Regions from separate parts of the Zea mays genome. Here region 2 is linked to region 1. A link is a contact called in public Hi-C data. All regions are on one chromosome and are shown on one strand. Each heading gives the region's core, a stretch centred on a gene start, on an enhancer-like site or on the middle of the called end of the contact. The rest is flanking DNA. Distances are from core to core; before and after follow the strand shown.

Evidence for each region. Hi-C and Micro-C count contacts between places; a contact is called where the count stands out from the background.
Region 2: a contact with region 1 is called in a Hi-C map of leaf, with 8 times the contacts expected there. The contact joins the promoter of LOC100279488 here to the promoter of LOC103648282 in region 1. A contact is called at or near these places in 3 of 25 Hi-C or Micro-C datasets (ear, endosperm and leaf).

The regions. Positions count from the first base shown.
Region 1 is chr2:242,789,558-242,795,328 of Zm-B73-REFERENCE-NAM-5.0, forward strand. LOC103648282 (U3 small nucleolar RNA-associated protein 6 homolog) reads right to left here and starts at 3,330. Exons shown (of 6, transcript NM_001354894.1): 1 at 2,586-3,330; 2 at 1,513-2,169; 3 at 292-753; 4 at 21-193. The coding sequence starts at 3,065.
Region 2 is chr2:243,002,653-243,008,711 of Zm-B73-REFERENCE-NAM-5.0, forward strand. It overlaps LOC100279488 (Tobamovirus multiplication protein 1), which reads left to right and starts at 3,268. Exons shown (of 10, transcript NM_001152490.1): 1 at 3,268-3,451; 2 at 3,667-3,757; 3 at 3,922-3,974; 4 at 4,088-4,180; 5 at 4,315-4,386; 6 at 4,562-4,680; 7 at 4,776-4,839; 8 at 5,633-5,686; 9 at 5,998-6,059. The coding sequence starts at 3,287.

The DNA.
Region 1 (5,771 bases), core at 2,080-4,579:
TGTAGAGCTAGTTTCCATACCTCTTATACATCTTCCTAGCATGCTTCACACCATCTCTTTGCAAATACCATCCAACGATAGCAGAAGAAACTGATGCTCCTGAATCACTGCCACCTGCCAGACTTAATGATAGCATCGCACACTTCACCAGCTTCTCGAAACAGACCTTATCATGGGAAAACAACTTCATGGCCTGAAATGCATCATGGATAATTTTCAAACGCAGTAAGTTAGTAATAATAGCAAGGTAAAACCAAAATAAATTTGCCAATACCAACCTAAAAAACTTACCATATGCCACAGTCTCTCAGCCTCAGTTACAGACAACTTGGAGAGTACAGTGCTAAATAGATCAAGCAGAGAGCTCAGGTTCTCCTTGCTCAAGGAAGAACTGCCAGGAGCAGTTGCAATTGAATTTATCTCCATAGTAAATCTCAGGCTCCACAAATTTGCAGCATTTGAAAGAGGACCATCACAAAGCTTTTCTGCGAGAGTCTTAGCTTCCTCCAGTCTTTCTAGTTTCAAGTAAAGTGATATGTATTGGCAAGCAAGATCCTCAGTAAGACATCCACATGATTCTGCATTTTCATAAACTTTCAGTATGGATGAAGTGAACTCTGAAGCATCAAATTCAGAATCCTGGAATAATGTGACTGAATCTTCTCTGTCAGTATATATAACATCCATCCAAAACTTTGCATACAATGAGTACATTTTGGAATTTGGTAGCTTCCTGATAGCTTCGTCATACACCTAGATTCACATGACAATACAAATGTAGAATGTTCAGAAAGGTTGTATCAGACATACTACAAGACTATTACAAAAGGACAGCTTTAAAGGGTGTACCATATGCTGTACAGATTAATCAAGCTCTAATAATATTATAATCGCGAAAGGGCCTCTAGCCGAGTTGGTTAGGTGGTTTGAGAAGGACTCCTCAGGTCCCGGGTTTGCCTCCCCGTGGGAGCGAATTTCAGGTTGTGGTTAAAAGAAATCCCCTCGTCTGTCCCACGTCAAAGCATGGGCCTAAGGCTCAGCCCCGGTCGCGGTCATTCCCACATGGGCTTCGATGCCGCTGTGTATGGGTGGGGCAGGGGTTCGGGGGTTTTCTCGACCTCTTCTTCTTAATACAATACTCGGGGGATGTCTTACCCCCCGCAGGTCGAGTAATAATATTATAATCGCAAATGGTATTAAGAAAGCTTTCATAACAAGCATACTACAACAATTATCTCGTAAGCAAATTAGGTAACAATCTAGTGCATACAACTACACAGCTAACATCCACTAAGCATGTGAGTACACAATTAAAATCTTATACCTACGATATAAATTGCCTGTGATGCATTAACATTAAAAAATATATTCATGCAAGACAGCCACTGTGCATTCAACTTCATTCCCTATCTTTTTATTATATTTCGCTAAATAAGAAGCACGTTTGAGATTTCGTTGATAACCATGCTGGAGGTTTATATTTATAGGGGAGCTGTGACACAATTCCTTTACCTGAATTGATCTGTTCAACTTGTTTGATATAGCATCCTTTCTATTCGAATTACTGGAACTGTTCAAGTTGCTAAGCTGAAGCCTAGCAAACCAATCCCAGTAGTCCTCGCTATGAGAGAAATCTCTCTTAAGGTCATCCAGGACCTCCAGTTTTAACTCATCAGAATGTGCCAAGTCAACACTGTTTAGTATCTCCAAGAATTTCTTCCGCAAGGTTAAGCTTGACGGAAGAGCTTCCACGGCACCATGATATATGGTCTGAATGATTAACAACCCTTGACGCCAAAACAGGTCTTCCTTCTCCTCCAGGGCATCTCCAGCCGAGCCTGGCTCCTTAGGATCTTTGACCTGTTCATTCAGTGGCATGAACAGTTCCTTGTTTTCCTCTTTCCACTGGCTCGCATCGTTGTCTTTCTTTTGCAGCGTCTTGACATCCTCTCCAAGAGCAACCTTTCGAGCCTTGAGCTTGTTAAGGTAGGTAAGCTCCATGCGAAGATACTCGATCCACATATCCTCTGACTGAGGGCAAGACCTGAGACCGCTCTGCATCAGTGCACGTGCCGCGGCAACGTTCAGGTTCTGATCGAATTCCCATGCTGCTGCATAGATCCAAAGCCCAGGAACCTTGGGATGGAAGCGAATGGCTTGTGCCAGAACCTGAAGTAAGAAGACAAGCATAAGGACAGAACAACATCAAAGTTTGCCAGTGTATGCAAATAAAGGTCTTCCTTATGATCATAGCTCAAAATTGAACATTCCTACTTGATAAGAAATAAATGAAGAACGTGCAATGCAAATTGTAATAATTGGCTAATAACTTGTTGGCCAAATTAGAGTGTGTGGCCCCACGTCGTACTAGATGTGTAGCTGGAATATAGCACATTATAGGCATAGAAAGGTTTCAGGTTTCCCCGATCTTCTTGTGAGCATAGCAGAATGTCAGTGTATAGTCCAGAACGAGACATCTGTGAAATCGAGCAGAACAGCAGCAAGTTACAGAGGTGAACTTTGAACTTAGCAACCAACTAAAGATGAATCGGTCTGGTGTTGGACTGTTGATGGTGGTGGCATACCTGCTTCATCCTGCCGTGTCGCTTGTCGCGGCAGAACTCGAGGTACCGGAACCAGAGGTCGAGATCGCCCTTGAACCTGACGGTGGCCATCCGGTAGATGTCGAGGACGCGGAGGACGCCCGCGACGTCGGAGACGGACTTCTTCCACTTCTTCTTGGATTTATCCTTCTTCCTCTTCCTCCGGCCTCCCTCGTCGTCGCTGCTGCGAGCGTCGTGCTGAGGCTCGTCGTCGTCGTCTTCGGCGGCGGCGCGTATGATGGCGCGCTTGCGGAGGTTGCGGAGGGAGTCGAGGCGGAGCTCGTAGGCGATGTAGTCGAGAAAGTCCTGGCGGAGCGGGGAGTGGCGGCGGAGGCGGTACTCGAAGTCGCGGCGTTTGCGGACGACGTCAGCTAGCTCGCCGCGCGTGAAGAGGCCCCGGCGCTCCAGGTCGTCCAGTTCGTCGGTCATCCGCTCCAGGCGGTACTGCACTGTGTCCGCCATGGCGCCCGGTGGTGGAGGCGGCGGAGCAAGTGGATAGAAAGCGACTTTTAGGGTTTTGGTTGCGGCAGCGGCGCGGGGGGGAGAGGACGGTAGAGCAGTAGGACAGGAGGAGGAGAGGGCAGGGCAGTGACGCTCGCGCCGCCGCGGTGGTGGTGGTGCTGGCTCCGCTGTTTGGGGCGATGCTGGAGTTGGAGAGAGCAAAGCAGGGCAAGAACGTGCGTAAGCGGGCCGCAGAGGCCCAAATTACTCCATCCTAGATTGGCCCAACCGTGACAAGACAGTTGCCCCTCCATGTACAGCTGGTGCAGTGCCTCACATGCCGCGCCCTGCTATATCTCACTCACCTGTCACGTCAGCGTTCTCTTTCCCCCTATATCTCTACACTGTACAGCGGTTTCCCCTATATCAAACCTCTATACCCCACCACACCAATATTATATACTTTCATCTTCAACTAACTCAACTACCATACATTTTTTGTTTTATTTTTATTTGCTCTATGAACAGTGCGCGGCGGCAACTTAGTACACAATTAATTCGCGCACTTCGTAATTAGTATAAATACGTTAGTAAAAAATCGTTGAAATTATATGTTTTTAAAATAATAAGAAATTTGCTCTTTTCAAATGTTAATTGGTACTTCCTACACTTCCTTAGGTAACTGATGTATCATTTTCTAGGCGAGCAATACATATTGTACTTTTTTTTGTGAAGAGTCCAAGGGATCAACATGGATCACGTTTAAAGAAATCTCTTATCAACATAATAAGAACTAGAATTTATGCTGCACAGTGTTGTCAAAGCAGGCCCGGAGTTTCCATTAGGAACCTCATCCTCTTTTGCATCCACAGATTTGGCTACAGGAGCAAGAGCAGCATCAAGGTCCCAAATGAAAACCTCACCACCAAGACCACCAGAGGCTACAATATTGCTCTACAATTCAGAGGCAAAAAAACTGTAAAAAATGAAAAAGCTAAAAATACCACAGAAAAGCACAAGTGTGGATAATATTACATTATTCTCAACAGTGTTCAATCCTACAAGTATCAATCATGAATTATCTACATCTAATCATCTACAAATTTAAAATGCAACCGGTGGGTGGCAATCAATTTCAAACTGAACCATTTGAAGCTTATGTAGCATGCAATGCACTAGCTGTCATTTTCCCATATGAAAGCTAGTTCCTGACCAATATGATCCTAGTGTATGGCCAAAGTGGTTTTAATAACTAAAATTGTTATAGACATAGGAAGTAAAAAGATCACCATAGTCTGCAATGCAGCACAGGAATGATAAGTACCATTAGAATGCATGAAGACACAGCTTTTGAAACTTCAAGAATTTATTACAACACATGAATAATTAATTTTTATAGTAGTTTAGAATTATGAATCTTCTCTTAATGGTTATGTTTTGGATTAGGATGTTATTGTCTCTGATCTATGTGGCTTTTAGTAGTTAAACTCTTTCTGAATATATATCTGAATCTATGTTGTATATTGACATTTCCATCTCTCTATCAATGGAATTGAGCAGGGACCAAACTAATCCAGCAAAAACAAAACTAATTCGAAATCTAGTTTCAACTACACGGGCAGCAAAATAACTAGGTTTCATGGACTCGGCCGTACAAAACCAACCCAGGGAGAAAGCAACGATTTGGCGGGGATAGAAGAAAATAAACATAAGCCAACTGATTTGCCCAAACTGAGAATAAGGTACGATTGGTACCTCGCGCGACGGCGGCTGGGAGAAAGAGAAATTGACCTTGGCCTGGATGGCGAGGCGGACGTCGTCGGCGTCGATCTGAGCCTTCCCGGCGTGGTCGGCGTAGACTTGGGCGTCCCCTAGCACGTCTCCGACGTATCGGTAGGCCAGGTCCAGGAATTGGTGCACGACGCGGGGCTCGTACTCGCCCTCACCGAGACCCATCGAGCGCAGGAGCTCCCGCACCACCCGCGCGTCCCGGGGCTCGTCCGCGACGGAGGCCCCGACGACTGCGGCAGCAGCGGCCGACGGTGTCGATGGACGCGCGCCGGCAGCGTCCATGATTGGTGCGGAGTATTCCGAGCGCGCGGGCGTGTGGGCGAAGAAGCGGCTGCGGGGAAGGAATACGGCGTAGCGTGCCCATCGATTTAGCGGGAGAGAGAAAGAATCAGGAAGGGAGAGGAGGAGGAGGACGCCGTTGAAGGGAAGGGGGCGCACTGTAGCCCCTATATCGGCTACAGTGTTAGGGGAGGGGGACACCGAGAGCAACCGTTGAACACAGTCTTAAGACTGTGTTCACCGGTCGACTCTTCCCTCCCCCTCCCCTACTATTGTAGACCATATAGGGGCTACAGTACACCCCTAAACCCTTCACCGCAGCCCTCTTCCTCCTCCTCTCCCCTCTCGTTTCCTTCTCTCTCCCGCTACATGGATGGGGACGCTACTGCGCTCGCCTCCCCCTCGGCCGGTACCTTCCCAGACAAGCACCCGCGGTCGGAAAACTCCGTCCAGCGAGCTCCAGGCGATTCTATCGCCACTTCAACGCCGCCGGAGAAGGAAGCTGTGGATCCGCGCACGGCCGCGATTCCTTTCTACTGGTCTGTGCGAAGGCGCCGCCGCCGGTCGTCTCTGTCCGCCGGATCGGCGTCTGCTGGGCGGAGGTCAATGGGGGTTCGTCGATTCGCCGACAGATCTGCGCTCACCCGATCTGCGTCA
Region 2 (6,059 bases), core at 2,018-4,517, 210 kb after region 1:
TTTCAATCTACACTATATAAGTATGAATACAAGATTGAAACTTAAATGCTTGATATAAATGCGGAAACTTAAAGAGCAAGGTAGAGATGCAAACTCTTGTGGATGACGCCGGTATTTTTACCGAGGTATCCGGAACCACGCAAGGTCCCAACTAATCCTCGTTGGTGCCCCTACGCAAAGGGAAGCCCACGCGAGGGCCAAGCACCTTGGTCGAGTAACTCCGTAGAGAGTCGCGGGCCTTCTCTACGCACAAGTGGTGCTCCGCTTCTGGCTCCTCTTGGACGCTCCCCGTCGTCTCCACTATCGAGCTTCTCATGACTGTGAGCATGGCTGATATACCAGTTTTACACTCTACAGAGGTTGCGCATCTTTACCCACAAGTCATGTTACCCATTTGCCAAGGGATCGTGACTTCCCATACATCTCTACCAAGGAAGCGAGGCAGGGTAACACTACGAGGCATTTACAAAGTTCCACTAGCTTCAGGAAACCCACTACAGTTCTAGGAAGCCCTAATGCAGGGATCCCTTGCCTGACCACCATCGCAGCAAAATCAACCCGAGGACCTCCCTACACCAACCACTCCCTACTGCCCTTGCCCATTTTGGGTAATTTAGTCATCCACTAGCTTTCCTAATTAGTCAGCCAAGGGTGTCCCATACCACCCTTGTGGTAGCACTGTTTTTCCGGGTGGTCGCTCCACGTTCCAATTAACATAATGATCTTATCATGAACAGTAAATAACAAACTGATAATAAAAGCATGATCATGAATAATGTGTATCTCAATACCCAAAATCACATAAAGCAATAGTAGGTACTACCCAAAAGTTTAGTGGTAAACAAGTATAAAAATAGCCAAACTAGGGTAACCTATTGGGTCCTATCAAAATTAACTTATGCATATCATAATGATTAATAGGAATATTATTGGGTAAATAGAAGTGATCAAGGGCACAACTTACCTTCAACGAGCTTTTGCTCAACAGTCTCCACCTGCTGAACACTTGGGTCCTTAGTGGCTTGCTCGTCTACTCGCAACAATACAAACAAACATGATATAGGAGAAATTAACATCACACCAAACAACAGAATGTAATGCATGATAATATTCTACGTGTCATAACGAGGTCGTAGGAACAAGAATCACTAAATTCGGAATTATGGTTATTGAGTTATGATTTTCAGAAGTTATTAAGTGCTCAGTATAGAATAAATCAGGTGAATAATTTTAATCTATGTTTCATAGCTAAACAGAGTTACTAGATGATAAACAATATTAATACAAAATTAATGCCACTGGAATGAATTAAAAACGAGTTGAAATGAATTTTCTATGGATTAAACAAGTTCTTGGAATTATTTTTGTACTAAACATCAAATTCTATATTCATTTATCTGATTTACCAACTATGTGGACTGCGCGTACTAATACTGAAAAGCTCGGGGTTCGATCTGTAAATTCTAGGACCCAGACGCGATGATCTTTACGTATATGTGGACGGCGAGTTTATTCTTAAAAACTCTAGGGACTCTTTAGCAAGTTTCCGGGGCCAAAGGGTTACAAGTTGATTTCAGGCGTCGGATTGAGCGCGAATGGCCCGAATTAGACCGTATTGGACCGAACCGTTATGTAAACTGACCTGCTCGATCTATGATTAACGACTGAGGACAGCGGTCCCCTGAGACCAGCCCGGATCTGCCTGTGGGTGAATCAATGGTCTGGATTTAAAAACGGCGAACCCAATCCTAGGTTCGCCCGATCCAAATCGGACGACCCGGATTCCCAGCGCCGAAGCGGTAACCTGATCTAATCGCAGGCACCCACTATTGGATCAACGACCATACGTGATCCCCTACCCGTCTCGGCCAGAGACGGCGACGCCGACCCCCAATGTAGTGGAGCATCATCGGCGCAGAGCCGAGGGGGCGCCTAACAGCCCTATGCATGAATTAAACAGGTCTACCACGAAGTTAAGGTAGTTGCGGATTAGCTGAGGCAATTCGTACCGGAAGGGGTGACGGCGGTGGCGCTGTCCTCGATGTCGGGGTGGCACGACGGTGGTGGAAAAGGCACGACGAGCAATTGACGGCATCCTCGTCCACGATTTGGTCTCGGAAGGCTCTTATTCCAAGCGACGTGACTAGGTGATCTTCGCAGCACTAGCGTCGATGGTCAAACGGCGTCGACCGAGATTACCAGCAGCGACTGTGCGAGCACTCTCACCCTCGGTGGTTTCGGCGACGGCGGCTAGTAAGCGACGACTGTTTTAGCTTGCGAGCGAGGGGAGACGGGGAAGAGGAGAGAACCACAAGGTGCCCGAGCTTTTATCCCCGAGCCATCGGTCAAGGAGTAACGGAAACCGGTCGGGATTCAAGCCGCGACGGCGATTTCGTGCGGTGGTTACGGTGGAGAAGGACGTGCTGACAAGGGGGCCCCACATGCCAGCGAGTATGCGTCGCGAGGAGACAACGAAGCGGGGCACCTGACGGCCTGATCCCGCTAGTCAACGTCGGTGGCAATTACGTGCGCGAGCCATGTGCGGCTGAACCGCGCAGAGGAAGGGTGAATGTGCCGACAAAGCACTTTGGGCCCAAATGCAAGTTCTTTCTTTTTTTCTTTATTCTTTTCTTTTTTCTGTTTCTTTTTAGATAATCATTGAATTTTTTTTATTTACTTCTTAAATTTAAGAGTTATTTAGAATAACTATTGAAGTTGCTCTTATAAGAGCATCTCCAAGAGACTAGCTAATTAACTCGCCAAGCCAAATTTTGGCTACTCAATAGCAAAATAAATCTCCAACAGACTAGCTATATGACTCGCAAGCTATCTGGCTCTCTAAATTGGCTCTCTCACTAGCTAAATTTGGCTAGCCACCTGACTAGCCAAACTAGATAGATAATCTGTTGGACTGAAATGTAGATATAGAGTGTAATCTTTATGAAAACATAAATAGATAGTCAAATAGAGAGTAAAAAAATAAAGAGTCTCTTGGAGATGCTCTAAGTATTTAGATTAGAAAAGAGAGAAACGGACGTTGGTAGTTCGAGTGGGCGACGTGTGCCGGCGCCAAACGCAATCCGCTGCTGAAAAAAAAAAGAGAGAAGGGAATCCCACCGCTCTCCCCACCTCACTGCTGCCGGGCCCCAGCCGCCGCGCACGCCCAAAACACACACTGACGCGTGGGCCCACTGCCTTTTCCCTTGTTGCCTCTCTCCTTTGTGCGTCTTCTTCCTCCCTCGCGCACCGCAGGCAAGGCACACAAGAGAAAAGCAGAGGGGGCCAGATGAGGAGGGACCTCGCATCCTCCTTCGCTACCGCCGCATCCTCTTCCTCGGCAGCCGACGCGCTCCGGGGCTGGTGGGATGACGTCAACGAGTCGCCCCAGTGCCAGGACGCGGCCTTCTTCTCCCTCGCCGCCGCCTACGCCCTCGTCTCCGCCGTCGCACTGGTACGCCCGCCCCTCCCTCCCCTCCTTGCCTCCTCTGCGGGGGACAGGGCAGCGCGGAGGCGGGGAATTAATGCTTGATCTCAGCTGCTATTCGCCGATTGGTTCCGCTCCTGCGCCCTTCTGCTTCCAGTTCCAGAGCGGGCGCAAGAGGCACCGGGCAGCGTTCAACTCCGTTGGATCCTCACCTCTGCTCCCTCTGTCATGCCCCCCTGCAGATTCAGCTCGTCAGGATCCAGCGCCGGGTGCCCGAGTTCGGATGGACCACGCAGAAGGTCTTCCACCTCATGAACTTCCTTGTCAACGGGGGTAATTAACCATTCTCACCTATATCTACTCAATCTGCTTCCTCATTGTCGATTCCATCGTTCCACATGGGGCTGGCCCTGTTTCATCAATTTATTTATACGCTGATCACGCCAGCTAAAAATAGCCAGCCAAACGCTACTGACCAGCACCTCTCCCTGCTGCAGTCCGTGCTCTGGTATTCGGCTTCCATGTCCACGTCTTCCTCCTCCGCGCAAAAGTAAGACTGTAATTTTCCTCTTCACCTGCTCTCAGACGATCGATGCACGGTCTTGTGCCTAATAAACATCAAGCTTCATTTGCTCCCCCCTCTTCCGGCTGCTTCCTCCACAGGTATACAAGTTGGTGTTGCTAGATCTCCCTGGTCTGTTGTTTTTCTCCACCTACACCTTGCTCGTGCTCTTCTGGGCAGAAATATACCATCAGGTGCCACACTCGCCTTCCATTTTAAATCCTCTCCAAATTTTTTCCCACTTTTACATCTGGAAGGAATTCCATTACATTTTACCATTAGAAAGCACAAACAAATGGTATAAGCACAGATCTTGGTTGAGTTGCAGGCTAGGAGTCTCCCAACAGACAAGCTGAGGCCTGCATACATTGCCGTTAACACCATCATATACGTTGTTCAGGTATTTTCATCTCCTACTTTCTCATTCGATAAAGCTGTCTCTTTATTCCTGTCCTGTCCTGTCCATGCAATTTCTATCTTTATGTAATTTATTGGATTTCTTTTCTATTGATGATTTTAAATTACCTTTTTATTTCTAACTTTGACTCAGTACCTTTGGTTGCACATCTGGACAGGTTTGCATATGGATATACCTTGGGATAAATGATAATGCTGTGGTCGAGCTAGCCAGCAAAATATTCATCGTAGCTGTCTCCTTCGTTGCGCTTCTTGGCTTTTCAGTATATGGTGGAAGGTAACACAATGCTCAGTGTCTTTTGCTATCGTACTCACTTGCACACCTCTAGTTTTGTATTGCCTACAAAAAAAGATGATGTTGTTTTACTTCAGGTTATTTGTCTTGCTGAGACGTTTCCCTATTGAATCTAAGGGGCGGCAAAAGAAGCTTTATGAGGTGATCGCAACCCAGCAACAACTACCTTTACTGTTCAACGGCCATTCTGTACAAACTAGGAAACAAATTGTCGATGTAACATGGTGTTAGGACATATCATTTGGTTCACGCTATCGCATACTATGAATTACGTATATCACACTTACCGTTGAATAGTGGAAATTAGCATGTGTGGAACATGGAATTCTTATGACATGTTTGCAACATCATTCTTATACCATGTTTACAACAAATTGAATTACGTATATCAATTGGTTTTTTAGTGAAAACATAGTAGGGGAGACCCAAAATGTAAGAAAGTTTTATTAGAAAGGGAAAAGGATAAAAAAAAGACTACAGGCAAGGTCTGGATAAAAACCCAAACACTAGGCAAAACAACAGCAGCAGCTAGCCCGAGAGGGGCTACAGAGCTAGACTTGATGATTATCTTTGCAGTATCTATGAGCCTGAAGTCCAGGCTTCTCATAGAATTGGTAATTTGTCTAGTGACTAACTAACCGTATTATATGATATCTCTACTTGTATTTTTTTTCTCTCGAAAGATCGGCAAGAGCATTGCCACATAAATTATTAGAAGAAACTCTACATAGAATTTCCATTGGTTTGGTTCGTAAAAGGTGATAGTTTATTTAGTGTCTGGTATCTTTTGTCCAATAAAAAAATGATCTGCTATTCTGGTATCTTAATAACGCATCTAAGTCTGTTTGGTTCTTCATGTAACAATATGACTGTTCAGGACTTCAACATCTCCATAGTTTCCATTCTGATGTTGCATTTTTTCAAAATGTTTCAGGTTGGGACTGTGACAGCAATTTGTGTTACCTGCTTCCTGATAAGATGTGTTGTGGTGAGTATGTTGTTCCCACTTTTTACTGATTGGTTGGTGTTGAAGGAAGGAAGGAAGGTTTAATTATTCCTTTGGTTGGCCGAAAGTAAATGTATGATGTTGACCTGTCTCGTACAAACATAGCACACACAGACAGTAGACTAGTTTGTACCGCACGGGATGCTGCGTGCTGTGCTGTTCTGAGAAGACTGACAAAACGAACGGATTTGTAGTTTGCTAATTATCTTTAAAGAAAAGACACCCCCACATGTAAATGCATATAAATGGTGCAGTGTTTATTTCTTCTGATAGTTGATCCTTACTGATGGTAGGTTGCATTATCTGCGTTTGATGCCGATGTATCTCTCGAGGTTTTGGACCATCCAGTCCTAGA